2 separate regions of the Sus scrofa genome follow, and region 1 is linked to region 2. The links are chromatin contacts, called in public HiChIP or PLAC-seq maps. All regions are on one chromosome and are shown on one strand. The core of a region is the stretch at or near the end of the contact, and the rest is flanking DNA. Distances in the headings are between cores, read along the strand shown. Region 1 overlaps PARD3 (partitioning defective 3 homolog). Region 2 overlaps LOC110255705 (a long non-coding RNA gene).

The links. HiChIP or PLAC-seq counts read pairs in DNA pulled down with a chosen protein or histone mark.
Region 1: an H3K27ac HiChIP or PLAC-seq map of skeletal muscle shows a contact between it and region 2, with 5 times the contacts expected there. The contact joins two enhancer-like sites. A contact is called at or near these places in 3 of 47 Hi-C or Micro-C datasets (fetal heart ventricle, heart right ventricle and retroperitoneal adipose tissue) and 1 of 2 datasets of contacts at active chromatin or transcription factors (skeletal muscle).

Annotation. Positions count from the first base shown.
Region 1 is chr10:57,442,339-57,448,977 of Sscrofa11.1, forward strand. The region is part of intron 2 of PARD3 (partitioning defective 3 homolog); the gene reads right to left. Among named protein-coding and RNA genes, the nearest start is that of PARD3, 150 kb to the right of the region's middle. Within about 2 kb of position 4,388, at least 2 of the 83 cell types and tissues checked have an H3K27ac peak or open chromatin away from gene starts, as enhancers often do.
Region 2 is chr10:56,765,695-56,772,990 of Sscrofa11.1, forward strand. It overlaps LOC110255705 (a long non-coding RNA gene), which reads left to right. Exons shown (of 2, transcript XR_002336405.1): 1 at 1-1,457; 2 at 3,056-5,723. Among named protein-coding and RNA genes, the nearest start is that of NRP1, 340 kb to the left of the region's middle. Within about 2 kb of position 4,502, at least 8 of the 83 cell types and tissues checked have an H3K27ac peak or open chromatin away from gene starts, as enhancers often do.

The sequences.
Region 1 (6,639 bases), core at 3,138-5,637, 680 kb after region 2:
ACGGCGGACAGGCCCTCTCTCTCCCCCCTACTAAGCCCTCCGAGGCTCCATAGCCAGGGCAGAGGTCCACCCAACCGTCTGGACCAGAGCGTCGCAGCGTCCCCTGGGTGGGTCAAAGGAGCAGGAGGGCATCTGCGGCCTGAGCCAGAGGTGACGGGTCGTCGGTTTCTTCCCCACGCTCCCCGGCGATGTATAACTTCTTATCATGAGCACACTGCATTTTATAATTACAACTCCCTTACTAAATCACGACTTGTGCTAAAACACATCTGAGGCCAACAAAGCAACCACAGAGGCCAAGGCTGCGGAGTGATGATGCGAGCTGGTTCCCGCAGCTCCAGCGCCGGCAGGAGGTCCGGGGGAGGGCGGTCCTGTCCCTGCTTTGCTCCCGGCTCACTCCTGAAAAGGTGGGATCTGGGCGTATCTGGGTTCTGCGATCTCTCACCAGACACTGGCCTTCCTGGCAGACTGAGTAATTCTATCTAACATGCACCGTCCGCCCGAGGGTCTCAGGGCCTTGGGGCGATGCTCAGAGCACACGTTCTAGAGACACGCGGCCCGCGGGAAACGGAGGCCGCTGCCAGCCGGGCCTCTGAGAGCACGCCCTTGCCCTCCCCACCCCCCACCCCAGGGCTCCAAGGGCAGTGCCCGGCATGCTCAGAAGCATTCCTTCCCGTGTTGGTCTGTAAAATGGGGCCATGACCCACTGGCTGGGAGGGAGGGGCCTCAGGGGACAGCTCTGCAGGTAACTGGCGCCGGAACCTTAACCCCGTCCCGTCCCGTGCCCCCGTCCCCGTCCCCGTCCCTGTCCCGTGTAAAGGAAGTGTACGGGTGCGGTGTGCTGAGAGCCAGGAGGAGGAAGAGACCCACATGGGACAGCTTCAAGGGACCAGAAGATGCGCTGAGGCCCCGCCTACCACGGAGGCCCTGCCTACCGGGGGCGCCTCCCCAAGCAAAGCACACCCTCCTGGGCTGCGAGGATTTGGTGGCAGGAAGGGCCTGAGGTCCCATGGAAATCCAAATGCAAGTGCAAATGCAAACCCGCATCTAAAGGGCAGCACCGCATCACCTGTGCCCTCCCTCTCCTCCCCGCCAAAGCCTTGCACTGTCTCCCGCCTCTCCACTTCTGCCTTCGCCTCTCCCCACAGCAGTCCCTCCAGCCACCCTGGGCACGGGCTGATGTCACCAACCTTCCTCAGAATGACCCTTCCCCCACTGCCTCCCTCACCCCCCACCCCTGCCCCACCGGTTCCCCCAGCCTGTGGACCCAGCCCCCAGGGCCCCTCATCACTCTCCAGCTACTCTCCTCAGTCCTCACTGCAGTGGGGCTCATCCAGGACCCCATACACTTCCCATGACCCGGGCTCTCCCTGGACCATCGCACCAGTCCCCAGTCACAGTCAAGTTCATACTCCAGACCCAAACCTGATGACCTGCTCACTGGGGCAACATAGAACTGCACAGCACACCCACACGCTGTGCCAGCACCTCCCTCGTGATCGCCCACCCCCAGCCTCAACCCTTCCCTGCTGTACCAGCCAGAAACCAGGCCTGTCACTCCACCCCCTCACCTGCCTCTCAGATGGGCCGGCTCTTCCCTCTTGCCAAGGCCAGAGCCACCCCCTCCTCTCTCAGATTCCGCAAGAGCCTCAGATCCGCAGAGGAGCCAGACCACCTTTAGAAAAATACATCTGGTACCCTCCCCCCCCAGCGAACCCCTTCCCTGCTTCCTGAGCTGTTCTTATAACCCATCTAGAAACCTCAGTCCGCCTCTGAGGGTGTCTGCTGACATGTGGCCCCATCAGAGAACACCGACTCGACCAGCCCATCAGCCCAGGACCCCACCTCTGGTCCCTCTGCCCTCGGGCTTCCACATGCTGTCAGCGCTCAGCCCTCCTGACGTGCTACGTGTCTGTTTCTGGAACTGTCCATGGCTGCCCCCAAAAATGAAGAGCACGAGCACAGAAACTTGGCTTTTTCACTGAACCTAGATGTCTGCTGAGCCCCTCTCCCGCCCCCGCCTCTGGGGGCCCTCCCACCTCGCAGGACACACCCCTCCTTCCCCTCCAGGCTTCCCTTCCAAGCCCTCAGGTAATAGGAGCCACCTCAGGGACTGCTCCCCTGATGAGCCCCAGGACGAGGTCAAGCGAGCGTGTGCCTGGTGTGTGACCTCGGCCGCTAAGTGGTGAGACTCTGCTGTGAGACCCAGGCGGGATCTACACGGCAGGCCTGCATCCTTTGCACTGGTGACGGCCTGATGTCCCCTGCAGCTCACATAACAGAAAGAGCCAAGGCAACTAGGCAAGAAAAAGAAATAAAGAGCATCCAAATTGAAAAGGGAGGAGGAAAACTGTCTCTGTGAGCAGATGATGTGATATCATACACAGAAAACCCGAAAGACTCCACCAAAAATACTATTAGGACCAAATAATTCAGTAAAAGTTGCGGGATACACACCAACATCAAAAAATCAGCTGTTTCTATACACTATTAACAAAGTATCTGAAATAGAAAAAAGATAATAATCCCATTTATAATAGCATCAAAAACAATAAAATACTTAGGAATAAATTGAACCAAGGAGGTGAAAGACACTGCTGGTTTCATCCCTGGAACCCTGGCCTAGGAACTTCCACATGTCTCAGGCGAGGCCAGAAAAAAAAAGACAAGAGAAAACAAGTGTCGGTGAGGATGCAGAGGATGCAGTGCAACACTTGTGCACTGTTGGTGGGAACACAATTTGGTGCAGCCACTATGGAAAACACCATGGAGTGTCCTCAAAGAATTAAAAATAGGAGTTCCCACTGTGGCTCAGCGAGTTAAGAATCTGACTAGTATCCATGAGGATGTGGGTTTAATCCCTGGCCTCATTCAGTGAGGTAAAGGATCTGGCACGGCCACTAGCTGTGGCTAGGCCACAGACATGGCTCAGATCTGGCATTGCTGTGGCAGCAGTACAGGCCGGCAGTTACAGTTCCGATTCAACCTCTAGCCTAGGAACTTCCCTGTAGCATGGGTGTGGCCCTTAAAAAAAAGACAAAATTAAAAATAGAACTACCATATGACCCAGCAGTTCCACTTCTGGGTATTTAGCCTGAAGAAATGAAATCAGGGTCTCAGAGCGATACCTGCTTCCCCATGTTCACGGCATCGTTGATCACAGGAGCTAAGCTATGGAACCAACCAAAGTGTCTTTCGATGATAAAGGGATAAAGAAACTATACGTGCAATGGAAAGGACGGACAGACGGAAGGGAAAAGAGAAAGAAAGAAAGAAAGAAAGAAAGAAAGAAAGAAAGAAAGAAAGAAAGAAAGAAAGAAAGAAAGAAAGAAAGAAAACGGAAGGAAGGAAGGAAGGAAATCCATGAGAAAGAAGAAAATTTTGCCACTTGTGACAGCATGGATAAATCTCCAGGGTTATGTGAAGTGAAATAAGTCAAATACTGTACAGTATCAACTCATGTGTAGAAACTAAAAATGCTGGACTCCTAGAAACGTGGAGTTGAGTGGTAGTTACCAGAGGCTGGAGGGTTGGGGGGAGCGGGGAGATGTTAGTCAAAAGGTAAAAACTTCCAGTTATATGACGAGTGAGTTCTCGGGATGGCGTGTGTAGCACGGTGATTAGAGCTCACGAAACTGTACAGTGCACTTGCAAGTGGCAAAGACGGTAGATCTTAAATGCTCGCTCTCTCTCTCACATTCACACACACACACACACACACACACACACACACACACACGGTTAACTGTGAGGTGGTGATGGTTTATTAACCAACTGGAGTGCGGTAAACACGGCACAACATGCGAGTACATTGTACGCCTTAAACTCGCTGCGTTAAATGTCAGTTGCAGGTCAGAAAAGGTGGAGGCGCAGCAAAGAGCCCACGGAGGACACCTGCCCGCCGAGTGAACAGGGGGCTCCACGCACATGCTGGTCCCACCGCGTGTAAACACACGAAGGTGTCCGTCCCCGACGGAAAGAGAAAATAAATGAGTGAAACGGGCACGGAAGCCTTTGCTAATCCTGTTACTTTGTGCTTTGACAACACAAACACAACACCAACGAATTTCCTTCTCCACATTTTAAAATAGTACCATTTCTCATGTCCATCTAAAGGAGAATTACAAAACGTATGAAAATAAAAGACTCTATGGTGGGGAGATACATTGTGTGTGTGTGTGTGCACGCATGCATGAGCACGCGTGCATGTCAGATTTTTATTCCGTTTACTGCCTGCACAGTGTTTTCAGGCTGCCAAGCCCTACAAAGCCGTCCACAGTGACTGGATGTTGAACTCAGAGACAAACACGCCAAATTCATAACCTTGTCTCAGTGCCTTCAGGGACGTCCAGAGTCAAACCTGCCAGCCACACATCCTAGCGCCTACGCTTCAGCCCGGGAGATGTCTGCCCTGCAGCCGGGAACTGATAAAACACAGGGGCCCAAAGGACACAGAGTCTTTAGGCGGCTCAGCAGGAGCTTTCCAAGCCTGATACATTAAAGCTGCTCCACACGAGTAGCAGCTGGGTCCCCAGGGCCCAGCTCTGCGCCCTGACAGCCGTCTGCCCACTGAGCCATGAGTGTGGCAGGTGGGGCTGGTGTGGCTGATGGATTGTGGGTGGCTGCAGAGAGGTGCCATCTCCCAGGTCCCAGGCTGGTGGCATTGTGCATGTGGGACCTGGGATGCCCCCTGCAGTTCAGCCAGGGGAATAAGGGTGGAGGGGCCACTTAGGGCGGCGCGACAGCGACACAGTCTTTGCATTAACACCCCCACCCCCAAACAGATAGGACTGGGCATCTATTTGGCCTGAGGGACTCTGCTGGTGTGACAGCATTCTCGGTGACACGGAAACTGGGATTCAGTGTCTGAAGCAGTTTATGAATGTTAAGAAATTTATTTGCTGAATATGTGAGGGTAAAAATACATATTTCAAACGAGTATAAGAAAGCCTGTGCATTACATGGCGCTTCCTAGGGGTGCAGGGATGCGCACTTAACTTTGCGGGGGGCGGGGGGGGAACACATCTGTCAAGTTCAGACCAGCAAACAGTACATACGGCTTAAAGAAAGTGACAATAAAAGAGGAACCAAGACAACGGGTTTCTAGACTCAATACTGCCTTCGAAAACAACCAAGAATTTTTTGCAAGCATGCGTTCTCAACTAGCACATTAAGAAATCAAGTTTTTATAAAACAGAAAGAGCAGGGAGTTCCCACTTTGCTCAGCAGGTTTAGAACCCAACTAGTATCCATGAGGATTTGGGTTTGATCCCTGGCCTTGCTCAGTGGGTTAAGGATCCGGTGTGGCCATGAACTGTGGTGTAGGTTGCAGACGCAGCTCGGATCCCGCATTGCTGTGGCTGTGGTGAAGGCCGGCAGCTGTAGCTCCGATGCAATCCCTAGCTTGGGAACCTCCACGTGCCAAAAAACAGAAAGCTCAGCCTGACAATGGGCCTACCTACCCTGGGCCTGTCCTGGTCCTTGCAGCCTGGGGCTCAAAGGATCCTCTGCCTGGTCCCCTCGATGTCACCATCTCCTCTCAGGGAGGGCAGAGGCAGGACTGGCCACCCGGCTTCCTCAGCCTCTGCAAGGCACACAGGGTGGCAGAGGGCAGGACCCCTTCCCCAGCATCCCAGACGGCCTGAGGCAAGGCGGGCCCACCACTGCCGCTGGAGCTCAGGCTCCAAACACAGCCCTGCGGCCCCTGCCACAGGGCCTGGAAGGTGACCCCAATAGGGCTGGGTCGGGGGGAAGGCTGGCCGGCTGGACAGCTATGCTGAGCACAGCCTGATCCTCTCTGGCTCCTATAAACACTGCATCAATGAAGGAATAAAACCTCTCCTTAGAAATAAAAAAGAAATACAGGTAAGCAGAGATTACCAACTGATTAACAGATTTTTAGAGCAAACTACTAAAATGTGTTATTGTATATTCAACATGTCCTAATTCTTCCCTGCTACACAGAATATTTTTACCTCTAAGAGTAAGACTTTAGGCTAAAACTTGAAATGGAAAAGAAAATCTCTTTAACTGATTAGCTCTCTGGAGAATCACCAGGATCAGACGGAAGCTTGATAAAAGTATAGATTATAGTAAGTAGGACAGAATCGCTCAGAACACAGAGTGCAGACGGTAAGAGTTTTTCACAAAGACGCAAGTTAGAAATACTAAGTATGTGGGGATCACAGCTGAATTCTCACGGTCAGGAAATAAATTACGCTTTTCGTGAGTAACTACATCAACAACTTCGCATTTCTGCTTTCGGATTATACAGATGAGTGACTGTGATTAACCAAGCTTTGTGCGGGAGGGGAGCACCTGTCCTTGAGTCCAGGCACATGAGCAACAGCTCTCATCCCTCACCAACAGTTTAGGAAATAACGTGCTTCTTTATTGAAATTTTGCCCTAAAGCTTTCTCTCCTGTCCAAATAATTTCCCAGCTGCATTTCGAATTAAACTCCTAAGTGTTCACCTCTCTCCCCCTGGGTGTTCTTCCACGTGACAGCATATGTTAATACGTGTAAGTGACAGCAGTGCTCTAAAGGGTTATTTCTCCTTGAAAACGGTCGTTAATATCACTTCCTACCTCAGAGAGCATGAGAGTAATTTGGCAACAGAACCAAGTGTGATCATCACCC
Region 2 (7,296 bases), core at 3,252-5,751:
TCAGAGGGGTTTGCGTGCAATTGTCTCCTTAACTTTGGCAGGGAAATCATTAATCATTTGATGTTAAATTTAGGCAGATTGTTGAATAAATGAGCACACTAGGCCCACATGGTGCTGAACCAAAAGGAAAAAGAGAGGGATGAGAGAAAGGAGAGGAAAGGAAAAAGGGGAGCTCTCCTCTCGGCAGGCCCCTGGGAAAAGCAGATCCAGTCTTGGTGGTCATCTCAAGCCTCAGTCTTTGGACGCCAGCCTTCTTAAATGGCAAATCTTTTTAAGAGCTTGAAAATCTTGCCAAGTCCGAAGATAGAACTCACTCTGATACCGAGCGGCTTTTAATAGAAGTGACCTCAGGGAGGGTATGAGCGGTGTGTCACTTCAGGGCTTACGGAGTCCATGTGGTGGTCATCTGATGAGCTTCCCGGTTTCCTGTCATCACTGGGCACCAGTGAGCGCAGACCAGGTGCAGGACAGCGCTGGGGAGACCTGATGCTTCTGATTTAATGAGGCTTCATGGGTGTGGCTCCCTCCTGCCTCCTAACACAGCCACGCCAACCCAGGTTTAAAGACCCGGACTTCTGGAGTTCAGGCAGAATGGGATCGGCGGTGTCTCTGGAGCGCTGGGATGCATGTTCGATCCCTGGCCCGGAACGGTGGGTTAAGGATCCTGAAGCTGTGGCGTAGGTCACAACTGTGGCTCGGATCTGATCCGGGGAAATCCCTCTGCCTCGGAGTGACACAAAGAAGGTAAGAAGGAAAAAAAAAAAAAAGGGACCCTGAGCCTCGAGTTCTGCTTTCTTTCTCTGTTCGCCTTACAGCAGAGTGAGACAAAGTCAGCAATTTGAGACATACAGACAGCAGATCAAGGAAGCCAGAGAAAGAGACGTCTCTTGGACTCCAGGAACAGGCTGCATGGGCCTATCTTCTGTTAACTGGCCATCCTCTACAGTTTAAATCGTCTGTTATGTAACCCTTCCAGAGTAAAACCCTGAACCAGCCAGCTGGGACCTGCTTGGCCATATGAGGACATTATTCAAATGGTCCCAGGTCACTCAATTATCCATCAGAGTCTGCATGGAGCATCTATGCATTCGGGTCACAAGATTGTATAAAATGCTGCAGGGAACACAGGAGTGGAGGCGATGTGGCCCTTGCCACCAAAGAGCCTGTTCCTTTCAGACTTACTGTTTATTTCCTAGCAGGCAATATCTAAATCATCCCACCCCGCCGCCTCCAGCCAAAGACCTGTATTATTTTCTCAGGCAGCTTGAGACGCTTATTAGACTCATCTCAGTCAGTGTGAATGTTAAGCCATCACCAAATGTCTTCATCTACCTCCCCCTCCGCCTGGTATGTTTCCCTTCCAGGTCCAGGCCCTGGTTTCCAGCCCACATGGCTTCCCTGGGGGTGACCTCCTCATGGCTCTTCCCTCCTCAGAATCTACCGATCATCCTGCACAGGTGAACAAATTCATTTTGCAAAAATTCCAGTTCCATCCTATCACCTTCTAGAAGAAGCCACTGATGGTCCCTGCCACCCACAAGCTCAAATTCAGAACCCAGAAATGGGCACCCAGAACAGGACCCCCTGCTGGCACTGATGTCAAGTTAAGAGATGTGGCATAAGTGACATCATCTGGCCAGTGGCGTTTCCAGCCAGGCCAGAATATGTTCAGCGAGAATCACATTTGAACTGGCCTCACCTACGGTATTTCAGGCTGCATTAATTTTTGTGAGTGGCACCCACCTTTGTGCATATAAATTGGGTAATTACACTAGGAAATTGGAATTTTTGCATTTCGAATCAGCACCTGTAAATAACAGAAGGCGATGGAAGGAAGGCCCAGTGAAACTCTGGCCCCTTAATATTTGAAAGCAGCACTTTGTAGACAGCTTGGAGACTAAAAGGTTTTGCAGCATCCTCACCGAAAAAGAGTGGGAATAAAAAGCAGAGGACCTCACCATTTGTCTGTACATTATTTTCTATTTAAAAATAATAAGATGCTGTAGAAAAGTTGAAACACGAAAATTACATCTTTGGTCATCTCAGCTCAACTTCCAGCAGAGTAACAATTGTCACAAAATTACCATACTGGGGTTGGACATAATTTGCTACAAGTTGACGGCCTGAAAGCTCACATCTATCCTGGTACTGTGAGTCCTGTGCTTTTGCCCTTCCAGAAAAAGCAGGGATGTTTAATGGACTTTGTTGAGGATTAACTTTGTCAATCAGCCATAACTGGTAAAGTTCTGTCAACTGATATATGGAAATATCTGTGTTGATCTGGAGTAAATCAAAGCCTCATTTCTGCCACGAGGAAACTGATGACGTGGTTGGTGAAGCTAACGTCCAAGGCATGTCTGCAGCGCACCCAGCCACTTACCTGGGTTATGCCGACTCATCTCAACAACCACTGTGAGTTAGAATTGGCTCTGCGTCAGAGATTTAGGAAACCAGGAGAGGTTAAAGAAAGTATTCAAACACCCTCAGGGGGCCAATGGCAGAACTAGGACTTAAGACCAGTCGGTCTAAGTGAGTGGTTCTTAATCAGAGATGGAGGAGCTGGCGGGAAGCCTCGGACCTGTGGTCCGAGGGGCAGGACAGCCCAGAACTGTGGCTCCTAGGGTGTCCTTCCTTGATGTTAATGAACAAAGTGAGATTGGAAGCTTTCAGGAGTTCCCACTGTGGCTCAGCAGTGGAAAAACCTGACTAGTATCCATGGGGATGTGGGTTCGGTCCCTGGCCTTGCTCAGTGGGCTAAAGATCAGGCCTTGCCACAAGCTGCAGCATGGGTCACAGATGTGGTTCAGATCTGGCGTCGCTGTGGCTGTGGCGTAGGCCTGCAGCTGCAGCTCCGATTCCACCCCTAGCCTGGGCATTTCCATACACTGCAGGTGTGGCCCTAAAAAGAAAAAAAGGGGGAGGGAACTGCCCCCCCAAAGGCAAAAACTAATAAAGAGTTTTAAGATGTATCTCTGTAAATTAAATTTAATGTATGCAAAATCTATGGTAAGTCCCGGCTGTTTTTATGATAATCAATAAGAGATCTTCTCCCCAGAGAGAAAACGGGTACTAGAAATACAAGCTGCACCAGAAGAGGAGTTCTTACTGAGGATCTACTTTCCTAGAAAAATGATCCTTTGTCACCTTAAAGAAGTGGTGTTGCCTCTGCACATCATGACAGGCTTTCTGAGCTGAGTCAAGCTGTGATCACTTTCTACCCCTCGTTCGCACAGAATCGTGGCTGGGGCAGGAGCTGGGACAGGTGAAAGGAAGCTGTTTGAAGAGAGAGGCCTCAACTCATTTAAAATAATAAAATGACTGCCTTCCTTCGGAATCGGGCAGGACTCTGGCCTAAAGAGGTTTGGGGATAATGATCTTGCCTGAATACGTGCAGAGTTGATGCTCCAAAATGGCCACGGCATCCAGTCCGTGTCACGGCTAAACTGCACCCAACCTTGACAACCCCCGTCACGGGCAGACGGGCCTTTCCATAAACCGTTAGCTCTGCCCCAGGCCCTGTGGCCTAAAAAGCATCGTTTGTTCTTTAAAGTACTGACACTCGGCCATCTTTTCTCTCTCCAATTCCACAGTCACAGGTCGGTCTGGGGACAGGCTGTCCATTGTTCTCTCCTTGTTTCACTGGTGGGCTCTATCCTATGGCAAGGTTTTTTTAATTGACTCTCAGATGATTGTAAGGGTAGCTCATGAATCAGAACCCGGGGCTCTCCATGTGACCGCCGGCTCTCACAGATCTGTATAAACTTCTAAATAGTTTTGGAGAAAGGCAAGCGCCTGTGTGTGTGTGTGTGTGTGTGTGTGTGTGTGTGTGTGTGTACTAATTCGAGCATCCCCCCAGAGACCTTGTCTTCCCCAGACCCGCAGCAGCCTCAGGCTGTGTTTCCCATTAAGGATTTATTTTCTTCTATGAAGGGATCTTTCTGCCCCCAAAGAGGCTCAGTTCCCACTTAGTGCCTGTTAGAAGGTCCCGGAGATTAGATTGAGCAGAGGGTCTCAGGATACAAGTTTCAATGCACATTATTCATAGAGAAAATAAGATCAGGGCTGAGAAAATCCAGTTTTGTGATGGGTGAGACAGGGGCCAGCTGTCATTCTTGCTGGATCCTGGGCGATTCATTAAACCTGTGTCTTCACCCCTCCCAAGGATAAAGGCACGTGTTCCTGCCCACTTCCGACCCGTTAGAGCCTTGCGTGGGCAATGAGATAATGCTTTGGGAGTTCGTCTGCATACCTGCCTTAAGGATGTGATAATTATTGGTGTTACCATGGTTCAGCACCTAGCAATGGCCCTCTGTGAGATGGGCATTCTCCCGGCTGACAGGTAAATAAGAACAGATCTGGCTTGTTCCAGACGCGCAGTCACAGCCTGTTGATAAATAGGGATCCAGAAGTCACATGCAGGCTGGCCTCAGGTAAACCGCGGCTCACACTCTATTTTTAGTTAATAGGGCTCTGCTGAAGTATGTCTCCAAGTCCCAGCCTTCTCACCCGTGGTTCATCGGGGTCACAGGCAATAGCTGTGCAGAATAAAGAGGCCGTCTGAGACCGTCTCAAGCATGAGAGCAAGAGCGAGCCCCATGTGGCAGGGCAGGGGGAGGTAGAGGGGCAATGGCCCTACCAATCCCAAAGTCACTGTCATCCAACGGTCCCCCCTCCTCTACCAGCCTTCTCACCAGGAGGCCTCACGGGCTGCTCAGAGCTCACCCCACTTTCCGATGAGCACCCTGCGCCTCCACCCCCGTGCACACTGGGTTCGAGACAGTTATGGCAACCTCACTTTCCACCGCCAAGTGTCTCCATTTGGTTGTTTCATCCTTCCTGCCAGAGCCCAGCCCCTGCCTGTTGACTCTGATACATCTTTCACAGAATCTCATTTTCATCCCTGTCACTGGAGTCCAAATGCCAACATACTGATTATTCTCGCTGTGACAAATACAGTCTCTCTTCAGCAGTCTCTTCAGATCTCGGTCTCCTGGGAAAACAGCTCCCTCCCCTCCGAGCCTTTTCCTAATATTGCCCACTCAGCTCAGCCCCAGCCCCTCTGAACCCTTTGCAAGTTCACCCCACCTACCCTTCCTATCTGTTCTGCGATGGCATCTTTTCCCAGCGTCTGCTTCACCTGTCTCCGCCTGTCTGTGTGACTCCAGGCTGCCCCTTGGTCAGCAGGACAGAGCCTTCTGCCTCCGTGGGCTGCTGCCAAGCTTAATTTTAGCACTCTGCAAATGACAGTAAGTCCTGCAAAGCAGATCAAAGCATTGGCCCCTGCATGCTGGCCAGCATGGCGAATGATTCTCTGGGACAGAGCAAACAACCTCGAAAATTTCTTATGAGTCAGCTGTGAGGCGCTCAGGCAAGCAAGATCACAGGACAAGTTCACACGTTCACATGGAATGACCAGGAGGCTCATTTGCCACAGAGGTCAAGCTCGTAGGCTGGCAGCCCCATCAGCCCGGCAGAAGGACAGGCTTCCGCAGAGATGTCTCTTCGGAGAATGTCACACTTAGGCCATCTCCAGACAGCCTCGCTTGGGCGAAGGTGGCCTTTGTCACGGGAATAAATCTGAGGTCCTTTTGATGAAGAAGCCCAGAATGCCATCTTCCACCACAGGAATGTCTTTCTCAAGCTTTTGGATAGAAAATAGTCAGCGGAAGGCTATCGGTTTTGGATGAATGATCCAAACTATCAATAAAAAATTATCAAATAGATGATCAGCCTTATACCTCTTTCTGTGTTATACAGGTCTGCTCAACTCTTCAGCAAGGACATGATTCCTGATCTATAGAATCTAGTTATTGGCCTATGTCTCTATTACAAAAGCGTTGAGAAGACCTCACCTCGCCTCTTCCCGAGAGTATTTGGGAGAGTAATGTGTGCATGCAGTTCCCTCTGAATATCTCTGGTATCCCAGGAATTTAAACGTTAGGGATGTTGACAGGGGCTGACATTTCCCATACGATGGTCTGGAAGGAGCTTGGTCCTGTGAAACAGACAGGCTGATCTTGAAATAAAGTTCACGGAGTCTGCTGAAGGGAAAAATCTCAGAAGCCAAGTATTATCAGGTCACGGGAATAACTGCAAGGCCCACCATGAGCAGTCAAAAAATCGGAGGGCTTGCTCTAAAGGTAAAACACATTTCCCTTCACAAAATGAGTAAAATTCACAGAATAAAATCAGAGAAGTCGGTTTTCTTTTCTTTCACATTCTCTCCCTTCATCGTGTAAAAATGTAGCTCTTCTCCCTCTCGTCCTTCCTGCTACGCATTTTATTAATTATCTTCCTATAGATTAATTATTAAAAACATTCTAATCACGAAGTTAATTAAAATTTAATTCTCACATCATATGAATGATGAGATAACACAAGCTTAGAAGGTTCAAGAAGACACAGAACACTGAGTTCCAGTATGTTGCACAATGCCCAGCACCTAGTAAGTACTCGCTAAACACTTCAGTAAATGGACAAACAAAGGCACTGAAGAAAGTGGACATGGGCATGGGTTGAGAATTAAAGAAGATAACTGTTCCTGCACAGAGAAGGTATTCCATATTTCCTCTTTTTCTTCCCTCCACAAAACAGCTAGAGAAATCGCTCTCTATTCCAGCCTCTCACTCAGTTTTTACAAATAGCAGGTGAGGAATTTCACTTCCTTACTGCGTTGGTCCACCAACAATGTCCAAGTCAGCAGGCAAGGCCCAAGATGCCCATGAGGGGAGTTGGAACTCACTCATTATTAATCCAGGTAGTGCCCCACCCTGCCTTAGCTCCAGAAGCCCCTGGATGGTTTTAGCAAACGCCCACTCTAGAAAGGATGGGTTCCAGAGAATCTTCCCCTCAAACAGTGAGTTGTCTTGCTGAGCCCTGCTCTGTGCTCCAGCCCATGGCTGCCCTTGGCCAGAGGGAAATCCAAAGAAAGGATCCAGTTCTTGATTACGGAGCAACAAAAGCCTAGCAACAGAGGAATGGGGGGGTAATTCCAGATTGCTCTACACTTTTTATTCTAATGACAAAGTGAGATCTTCCTGGGATGATCTGAGTATAATCCTTGCCTAAGATATGGCAGCAAACTTCAGACATCTTGGAGTTTCCACTATGGCTCAGCAGGCTAAGAACCCTGCTAATATCCATGAGGATGAGGGTTCGATCCCTAGCCCTGCTCAGTGAGTTAAGGATCTGGCATTGTCGCAACCTGCAGCATAGGTAGCAGATGTGGCTCAGATCCTCTGTTGCCATGGCTGTGGTGAGCCCTCAGCTGCAGCTCCTATTCGACCCCTAGCCCAT